2 separate regions of the Oryctolagus cuniculus genome follow, and region 1 is linked to region 2. The links are chromatin contacts, called in public Hi-C maps. All regions are on one chromosome and are shown on one strand. Each heading gives the region's core, a stretch centred on a gene start, on an enhancer-like site or on the middle of the called end of the contact. The rest is flanking DNA. Distances are from core to core; before and after follow the strand shown. Region 1 overlaps RUNX1 (RUNX family transcription factor 1). Region 2 has its middle 200 kb from the start of CBR1.

What was found. Hi-C and Micro-C count contacts between places; a contact is called where the count stands out from the background.
Region 1: a Hi-C map of embryonic fibroblasts shows a contact between it and region 2, with 4 times the contacts expected there. The contact joins two enhancer-like sites. A contact is called at or near these places in 4 of 6 Hi-C or Micro-C datasets (ear pinna, embryonic fibroblasts, skin fibroblasts and 1 more).

Annotation. Positions count from the first base shown.
Region 1 is chr4:10,172,522-10,177,622 of mOryCun1.1, reverse strand. The region is part of intron 2 of RUNX1 (RUNX family transcription factor 1); the gene reads right to left. Among named protein-coding and RNA genes, the nearest start is that of RUNX1, 150 kb to the right of the region's middle. Within about 2 kb of position 2,487, at least 1 of the 8 cell types and tissues checked has an H3K27ac peak or open chromatin away from gene starts, as enhancers often do.
Region 2 is chr4:9,230,734-9,235,812 of mOryCun1.1, reverse strand. No RefSeq gene overlaps it. Among named protein-coding and RNA genes, the nearest start is that of CBR1, 200 kb to the right of the region's middle. Within about 2 kb of position 2,947, at least 1 of the 8 cell types and tissues checked has an H3K27ac peak or open chromatin away from gene starts, as enhancers often do.

The sequences.
Region 1 (5,101 bases), core at 1,238-3,737, 940 kb before region 2:
GTGTCCTCCCAGTGCCCCTTTGTGCCAGGCAGGATTGTTGGTGATAAAGATCAAGTAGATGAGAGCAAAATCATATCATGGCTGCTGTAGACACAGGAGCAGGGTCCAGGGAGCTGGTGGGCAGGGCCTTGGGACGACGAGGGGCCAGCTCTACCTGGTGGGCTCAGGAAAGACTCGGGTCCTGGTGGAGGCGATGCTTGATTCGACTTTTGGGGGTTTGGAAGACAGTGGTTTGGAGGAAGCGTTTGGGGAGGGGAGAGTGAGGTGGGTAGTGGGTGCTCCAGACAGGAGGAGTATCATGAGTTTGGGAAACACGTGAGCATGCCAGTTCAGGAGAGCTGGAGCACAGACGAGGCGGTGGGGGTGGGAGGCAGAGGTGGCAGCTCACATGCAGCGTGGACATGGGTAGGTGGGAGGTGGCCTATGAAACCGAGACAAATTTGAGCTTCAACGTAAGGGTAAGCCTTGGAAACGTAAACCAGGCCTTGCAAACTGGGAAATACTATAATTCATGCTTGGTTTAGGAGAGTCAATCTGTCAGAAGTGGATCCGTGAGCTGGAAAGGGTAGATGATGAGAGGCAGAGTTGCCGCTGCTCGGAGTTAAGGTGGAAGCGAAAGTGGGGAAGGGGGGGGAGGAGCTTGTTGGAAGAGGGAGGACACTGGGGGGCGGCTGGGGGGAGGGGCGGGGCGGGGAGAGCCTGTTAACAGAAGTGTGGGTGAGATGGATAGACAGGAGAACATTTGTCTTGTGTTTTACTGCAGGTCAAGCCACCAGCTCCTGCCTCAGATCCGCTGTTCCTCACGTTTTTCCCCGTTGCACCATCATTCTCCCGGTTTTCAAAGTTGGACCCCGTGGATTTATCTCTTTCTTCCTTTGATTTTTATTTCTTTATTTAAGGAGCAGAGATGGCAACAGACAGGTCTTTCTTCTACAGATCCATTGCACAAATGCCTGCAACAGCTTGGGCTAGGCCCGGCCCAAACTAGGAACCAAAACTCACTGCATGTCTCCTACATGGGTGGCAGAGGCCCAAGCATTTGATTCATCACCTGTGGCTACCCAAGGTCAGAAGCAGGGCCAGGACTTGAAACTCAGCAGTCATCCCTATCAAGGGGATGCTGGGATCCCACCAGGTGTCTTAAGTGCTGTGCCAAATGCTCACCTCTGGATTTAACCTTGATATCATCCAATCTGTTGCCAAGTCCTCTTTCTGGTTTCTTTACGTCTTATAATGTACCTTCCTTTTGCTATTTTTCTGGCTCAGGTTCTCATGAGCTCTCATGGTATTTACTGGCAAGAACTCCTAGAACTGTGCTCCCACTAATTTCACACAGCACTTCTAGATTCCTCTTCCATACCACAGTTCTGCTGATGGTGTTGTCTTCTACATCTGGAATTCAGTGCACACTCATTAGCACAGTCCCACTGGATGAGGGGCCATTCTTCCTGTCCTCAAACTGGAGGGGAGTCAGATCTCTCTGCCTAAGGTAAACTTCCCTCTCAAGGACCAGCCACATGCTTCCTCGTGGCCTCCACGCTCCCTGCATAACGCCTGAACTATCCTTACTTTCTTTTGTGAATAGATGCGGTGGGGGTGTCACAAGGAGGCAGGTGGTAGAACCACCTATTTTCTGGCTTCGAGTTTCTGTGTGGAATGACTATCCTTACTAGAAAATTCTTGGTCTCTTCCTATGCCCTCACTCATCTTCTACCATAGAAGAATGAATTTCCTAGCTAGTAACTTTGAACAGCAGAATCCTTAAATGGACCCCCAAGATTTTCCACCCTGCTGATCCCTGATACTGTAAACTTTCTGAGATATCCTGTCCTGATTATGTTCCATGGGAGAAGGGGATTTTTTTGTATGTAATAAATTTGCTAATCAGTTGGCATCAGCTCAACCAAAGGAAGACTTTCATGAGGGGCCTAAGCTAATCCTAAGAGACCATGACAAGTGGAACACTTTCTCAGGCTGGGACAGAATGAAGGCAGAGAATTGGTAGGCTTGCCATTGTTGACTGGAAGATAGAGCAGGCCGCTTGCAGGGACAGCCGTCAGTGCCTAGATATGCAGAGTGAACCCTGGCTGACAGCCAGCAAGGAGACAGGAGCACCCATCCTTTAGCCGTGGGAAATACATTCTACCAGCCACCTGCAAGAGCTTGGAAGTGAGTTTTCCCCTAAAGTCAGGGGTACATAATGTAAGAGCTCAACTTGACTGACCTCATTGCTTTTCTGGCTCTGTGGGATCCTGAGCAGAGCCCAGCTGAGGCCAGTTGGATTTCTGACTCACAGAACAGTGAGCTAATAATAAATGGATGGTGTTCAAGTGCTAAATTTGGTAACTTGCTGGTTTGACAACAATGGAAAATGAGTACATGGAGCATGTTGCTCCCCTCCTCCTCCTCACTGTTTTGGGGAGACACTGCCTGTGTGTTGGCCAGTGAGGGTCCCTACTTCCGGAGCTCAGTGCCAAGAAGCCATATACCAAGGCAAGTTCTCCAAAACACCCTCAATAAAGAAGCTGACATTTTGACCTGCACCTGCTTATCTACATCATGATTGGTTGCAGACCGGGCGGGGGTAGGGGGTGGGGAGCAGGGATGTCTTCTATTGGGCCCCTCGAAGCTTGTTATAGAATTGTCTGATTCACTCTCATTCCCACACAAACATAAACTCCTGGATTTTGAACACCTTGCCAGTGAGGCTGCATCTTACGCATTTTTGTGTGCCCTGGGCCACACTGCATAAACTGAATGTGTGTCTGAGGCCTGGGGGAACTCATTAGCACTCCGGTAGATTCCGGTTCAGCAGGTCTGGGGAGGGGCCTGGGACACTGCATTTCCAACAAACTTCCAGTGATACCAGTGCTGCTGCTGGTCCAAGGCCCACACTCGGGGCTGGCAAGGTTCCACGGTTCTGCTCTGTTTCCAGCAATAATCCTGCCTGGCTTACCTACTCTGTAGTATCTGAAAGTGTTGCATAAACAGCATTGCAAAATGCAGATTGGTAGCACAACCTATCTCTGTACTTTTTAAGCTGTTGTTATGTACTTAATATTTGTGACCCCTAAAATTCATATGTTGAAGCTCTAACATCCAAGGTGATGGTATTAGGGGCAGAGCCTTTGGGAAGCAGTTAAGTAAAGATGAGATCATGGGGGTGGGCTTCTCATCATGGGATCAGTGCCCTGTGAGAAGAGAACAGAGATGCCCCTGCCCCACCCAGTGTCCCACCCTTGGACACAGGTCATCTGCAAGCCAGTTCAACTATTCTGGCAAGTTGATCTCAGACTTCCCGCCTCTGGAACTGTGGGAAATAATTATGTTTGCTGTCTATGGTATTTTGGTATAGCCCGAGCTGACGGAAACAATTAGGATAATAGAAGTTATCTTTTATCAGTGTCTCTTCTATCAGGCTCTACACTAAATGCATTGCACACATGATCTCATTTCATTTAACACCTTAAAATGAGTGGTCCATAATTATGCCCTTCACCTTACAAACATGGATGCTAAGATTCCGTAATTAGCTCATTTTGAACCCACGCAGCTTGCCTCTGGAATGTCCAGTTGTAATCAGCAAACTAAACTACCTTGGAAGATGGTTGATTTCACTGTAATGGTGTCAATCAAATTTCTTTACCAGATCCTAACAAGTTGCCTTTAAACCATGTAGTCATTCTTTCTTATTCTAGAGCAGCACCATCAACAGACATATAACATGATTAAAATTTTATATGTGACATGTAACTAAAATGGGTAATGAAAATATTTCTAGCAGCCACCTTCAAAAAGTAAGTAGAAATTAATTTATATTTATCATTATGTAATATACATAAGCATCCATTGTATAATAGATATAATTTATTATTAATTAGGTACATGAAGTTAATTTTAATAATATGTTGTATCTAAATAATCTACTAAAATCATTTGTGAGTACATTAGTAAAATCAGAGATACAGTTAACATTCCTTTTTTTTGGTCCTAATTTTTTGACATCCTGTGTGTTTTTATACATTTACAACATATTCAGTTTGGTTTAGCCATGTTGCAAGTGCTCAGTAGACACTGTGGCTAGTGGCTCCCGTACTGCGAAGTGCAGTTCTTTAGTGATCGCTCAAAACACAATTCCTGCTGAGTAGCAGCGTTGTGCTCCTCTGCTAGGACTTGAGTGGGGCCTGTTTTTAACCTGCTATTAGTGGAGACCATTAAGTGGTGCATCTTTCTTGACTGGTACTTTCCTTTGATGCTGTCCTAAAGCAAAGTTCAGGATTTTTATGACAGTGTCACCAGAATGACTCAAAAGTGGAAGAACAAGAACACAGCAACAGCCACTGCATTGCAGAGACGGCTGACCACTGTCAGCACCAGCCAGGCACTCAGAGCCACAGCCACGGGTGAGCCACAGGGTCATCTCATGCCTTGCTCATTCCACTTCATGTTCACCAGCTGTGGATGGCTCAGCCCGTAAAGTAGTCCAGCCGCGGATGGCTCAGCCTATAAAACAGTACTTTCGTTTCCTTGAGCTCTGAAACAGTGTTACAAAAAGTGTCTGTTGTCTTTTTTCCGGCAAAGCCAGTTTTCTGTAGAATCTATCTAATGTATTCTCAGATACAAGCAATACGACCAGAATTGCTGTTTTTAATAGGTCTTTGTGTCAAAATGGAATTGCCAAGAGATGAATGACATTCTCTGTCAAATAGGAATTCCTATATACAAGCTTATTTTGAAATTAAGTTTCCCCAAAGCACTCAATATGTCATCTTATGTGCAATGTACCAATTAAAATACAGTATTCGTTCAGTTCAGCAAAATTGCCTGTGGTCTAAGCTATGGAGTAGATCCCCTTCTCTCTTCTTCCAGTTCTCAGAAGAAAGAACAAGAGAGGAACAGTGGGAAACAGATCTGAAAGAGAGCCCACCGGCCCCACCTCCTGCAGTGGATCTCCAGGGATGCTGGGAACGCTGGCAGGGCCATGCCTTTCCTTGGGGAAAACCTCCTTCGCTCGCATGTTCTAGTGCTATGGGCTGAATGCAGAGGACAAGGGACTGATATGTGCACCCTGGGAGGGGTGTGGCCCCTTCTCCATGAGCGA
Region 2 (5,079 bases), core at 1,698-4,197:
AATAATTTAACTTCTGTGTCAAAAATCCATTTACAATAGCCTACGAGCACCATCTAGTGGCTACATCTGGCTGCTTGCATATTGAGCATTGAGATGAAACAGGATCAGCTCAGAAGAATAGAAAAGTTGTTATTAAATTTGGTAGACACAAGTTCCCAATTCCAGAAGGATGGCTATTTGGCTTCCAGAAAAAAAAATGTTTTAAACAGTGAGAGTGTAAAAAGAAGGGAAAAGTGGCCAGCATTGTGGCTTAGTAAGTTAATCCATCACCTGCAGCACCGGCATCCTGGATGGGCACCGGTTTGAGTCCCGACTTCTCCACTTCCCATGCAGCTCCCTGGACCTGGGGAAGCAGTGGAAGATGGCCCAGGTGCTTGGCACCAACATGGGAGACCCAGAAGAAGCTGCTGGCTCCTGGCTTCGTCCTGGCCCAGCTCTGGCTATTGCAGCCATTTGAGGAATGAACCAGCAATTGAAGATCTCTCTCTGTCTCTTCCTCCCTCTCTATAACTCTGGCTTTCAAATAAATAAAATAAGAAAAAGGAGAGAAAAGATCATAATAGAGATAAGAATGATATTGTATTAGAGTTTTCTTAAATGAAAAAACAATGGAAAAAAACACGGAAGAGGAAAGGCCATCTGGCATGTCACTTTGAAGTTTATATTCTTTATAATTAATTGATTACAGGATCCACTTGAAGCGTTTCACGACTGCTCTTCTTTTTTGGGAGTTATGCTAATTCAGCACCCTCCTGCTGTCCAGGTATTAAGACACTGTCTTCCCCCACCTCTCTCCTACAAGACCTCATAGCCACCTGATGAGAATATCCTGGGGCTGAGGCGCCCACTGTTGTACCTTCCCTGATGTCTGTGAGATCATTTTCTCTCGGCTCTATTGAACCCAGATATGCGGAGGCAGGGCAAGGCAGGCTCAGCGACGGGCAGTGTCGGTGTTGAATATGTACAAGGGGAAGCAGGGAGCAAGGCCGTGAGCCTGGATCACACAGCAGCCCTAGGCATCACAACTCAGAGCCAGAGCCTGGAGGCAGAAGGGGTTTCCACAAGCAGGGCCGGCCTCCAGCGCGGAGGAGGTGGCAGCTCCTCACTGCATCAGGAGTCATCCCGTGAATTCTTAAAGCTCCTACGTGCCTCAAGCAGAAGACAACTAGCTCTGCAGTGGAATTTAGACAGGGGTAGACTTCCAAAACGTGACACTGAGGACAGAACAGGCTCCGTGTCGTGTGGCGCCACCTACATGGATTATCCAGAATAGCTACAGAAGGAATGAAGCTTGGTGGCGGGGAGGAGAATGGCATGAGACTGCTTATGGGGTCCAGGACCTTCCCTTGGAGTGCTGGAAACGTTTCACACCAGACAGGGGTGTAGGTCACACAAATTGTGAATGCACGGAACCCTACTGAATTGTTCACTTTAATGGGGTTAATTTTGTGTCACCTGAACTTCATCTCAATATAAAAATACATATGAACATCTTTTGCTGGATAATCCTAGAGACATTGCAAATGGAAAATCCCAACTCTTAGGATTTTAGTTTTAAATATTGCCATGGTTGGTGTTGGGGCTTGACTGTGTCTAAGATGAAAATTAACGTGGGGTGGCCTTGATTTGGGGCAACAAAGGGAACTGAGGGCTCCTGTTAACACCAGCCTCAAGCGTGCATGCACTTCAACTCCTACACGGGGCTGTTCTGCCCATACCCCTCCCCGCACCTCCCACCCCCAGTACTTGCAGACCTGGTGGACAGGGCGGAACTGCTATTTCCGGAACAAAATTCACCAGCCTCTGCACTCGTGCGTGAAAACATTCCTCTGGCTTCCTGAGACCATTCAATCTGCTTCCTACAAGGCAGCTTGACCCCTCCTGCCCAAGTCTCAAGCCCTGACAAGCAGTGCACGTGGTTAACAGCCCCTCTTGCAGTTGGGGTTACAAAGCCAACCACCACACTGCAAAACCCTGGAACATATTTTCAAGTCTATGGGAGTTTTGTGCCTCCCAGATGGCAATCTTGATATGCCACGAATTCATGTAACTCTTCTTTGTTCTCAACTAGGTGGGCTTTAACCTGGTCAGCCATGGGAAGAAGGGACGTCCAAGTAGCTGGTGAGGGCTTAGTTATCCTCAGGGCTTCAGGAAGATGCTGAAAGGGAAAGCCAAGAGTGTGACCTTTGAGCAGAATGACGGGGCTGCTCCCCGGTGCTTCGGCAAGGGTGTTTCCAGCTGAGACTGGCATTTGAGTTGCTGGGCTGAATGGGGACACCCCAGCCTCCATGTGAGTCACATGACCCAACTGGCTCGGGCTTGATGGAACAAAAAGGTAGAGGCAGGATAAACCGGAGCTGCGATGCCCTTGGTCTCCTGCTGTTGGCCACCAGCGCTCCAGCATCTCTGGACTTTGGACTCTGGTACTCAACACGGCAACCCCCTGAGCTCTCACACCTCCAACCTTGCATGGAGAATTGTGCCATTGGCTTCCTTGGTTCTCAGGCCTTTGGACTTGGACAGAGCCAAGTTACCAGGTTTCCTGTGTCTCCAGATTACAGGTGGCCAATTGTGTGACTTCTGAGTTCCCATATCAAATGAGCCAAATCTCCTAGTTAATCTCTCTCTCTCTCTCTCTCTCTCTCTCTCTCTCTCTCTCTCATATAAATATCCCATCCTTTCTGTCTCTCTGGAAGACCCAGACTAAAGCAAATATTTGCTGAGAATTATTTATAAGATTTAGCTAGAGACCTCAAGCCACTCTCTACAGTGAGAAGGTTGTTAGAGCCTTCTGTGCAAACAGGATTTGAAAGTGAGAAGAGGAAAAGAATGACAGCCAGGCTTCTGGGTAGGGAAAAGAGAGCTTGTTTTTTGTTTGTTTGTTTGTTTGTTTTTGTTTTTGTTTTTGCAGCAAAGACATTAGAAGAAGCCACTAGAAACCAAGCTATTTGGCTTGATAGAGGGTCTACTTTCAGGTATCTGGGGTGGGTTTCCTGACACAAATGGAGAGGATGTGGCCCTCTCTCTGGAATGTCCCCAGTTCCAGTTCTGTGATCCTGGGGCACAAGAAACCTGAATCGGGGAGAGTCCAGGGCCTCATCTGCAGACCTTTCTCGGAAGCATCAGAAGAGAATCAGCATTGGCCGACAAGCACACATTCCAAACACACACCCGCTTAATGAAAACCACACACACACACACACACACACACACACACAGACACACACACCCACACACACACACAAGCTAGAAATGTGTTCCACCTGCCTGGGACAGTGGGGGAAGCAGATGGAAAAGGCCCTGGGGGACTTTGTTCTGAATTCTCGACATCTTAGGGGGAATTGAGTTTCTCCAAAATAAGATCTTTCTGTTTACAAACATGCTGTTTTTGCCAGAGAGAATTCTTTATTTTAGGTACTTTGGGAAAACTGCAGAGTCTTCGGGTTTGGGGCCAAAGACGCCCAAATGTTGCAATCCTAAACCTTTGACAGTGACAAAAACATGTTTGCAAGTGGAAAGTTTTCGGCGCGGGGCTTCTCGCGTTGTTTTGTTTGGGTGCGTGTTTGCTGGCTTGCTTGGGGCCAAAGGATTTCCTCCACATCTTCCCAGAACCAGCGAGTGGGGGTCGGGGCTCTGCTCAGGATGCTGGCTCTGAATCACCTGTACCCCTCTGTGGACTGCCTGTATGGTTTAAGGCCAAAACACTCAATGGCCTTCGAGCTAAGAGAGCCACCCTAGTCCTCCGTTCCACCCGAAGTGAAGGCTGGGGTGCTCAGACGCAGTAGCATGAGGCAGTCTGCCCCACAGCTGTGGGTTTCCAGGTTTCAGCTTCTGAGTAACCTGCTGTCAGCCTGCTCCATATACGTCGCCCTGGCACACCGCACTTCCACCTCTTTCCAGCTACTGCTGTGCTGGGGGAGAAGTTTCCTGCCTCTTGCAGCCAGATGTCAGGAAAAGACAAGCCCAGCAGAACGCAGAGACAGCAGCATGGAATTTCCCGAAGGCACTGGCACGTTCCAACAGGCGGGGACAATCTACTCGCAGATGAAGACTTTCGATGAACAAGGCTCAGGTACTGCGGAACCTAGCAAGGCTAAGCCTGGTCGCTGGGGGGACAGTCAGGATCATGAGAGAATGGAGCGGGGTCTAAGTTCCCACCCAATACTGCACCAGGGCAGGTTGAGGGAGGAGGGGCCAGGGCAGGGGGGCAGATGTAGGACGAAGAGGGACAGCAGAGAGGGAGCTACCTGGTTCTCAAATCCGGCTGGCGCCGCGGCTCACTAGGCTAATCCTCCGCCTAGCGGCGCCGGCACACCGGGTTCTAGTCCCGGTTGGGGCGCCAGATTCTGTCCCGGTTGCCCCTCTTCCAGGCCAGCTCTCTGCTGTGGCCAGGGAGTGCAGTGGAGGATGGCCCAGGTGCTTGGGCCCTGCACCCCATGGGAGACCAGGAAAAGCACCTGGCTCCTGCCTTCGGATCAGTGCGGTGCGCCGGCCGCAGCGCGCTGGCCGCAGCGGCCATTGGAGGGTGAACCAACGACAAAGGAAGACCTTTCTCTCTGTCTCTCTCTCTCACTGTCCACTCTGCCTGTCAAAAACAAAAATAAAAATAAAAATAAAAAAATCAAATCCATCAGTCACCAACCCCAGAACCCACACTTTGATCCAGTCCTCTGGATATTTCAGAGAGTTCTGAGTTCGAGGGGCGCCTCCCCCCAACCCAAGTCTGCCCAAACAGCAGGGGAGCATCTGCTGATGGTAGCTGCACCGGGTCACCCATCCTCCCCTGGCATGATGCCCAGCCCGACCTCGGCATGTCATGCCTCATCAGCTCTTCCCACTCAGGAAACTCAAAACTGGTGGCCGCCACATTTGTCCCCTCCTCGTCTTCCCTCCAACTGGCTTCCCACAGTAACCACATCTCTGAGTCCCTCGTTCGAGACTCTGTTGCCGGACACCCTGGTGCTTTTCCTGCCAGTGCTGGCTTCCAATACCAGGAATCGCCTGTTGCACCCTAACGGCACCAACTCCAGTGAACGCCCCACCTTCAGGCTCCCACACGTGAATCCTTGCAAACGGCTA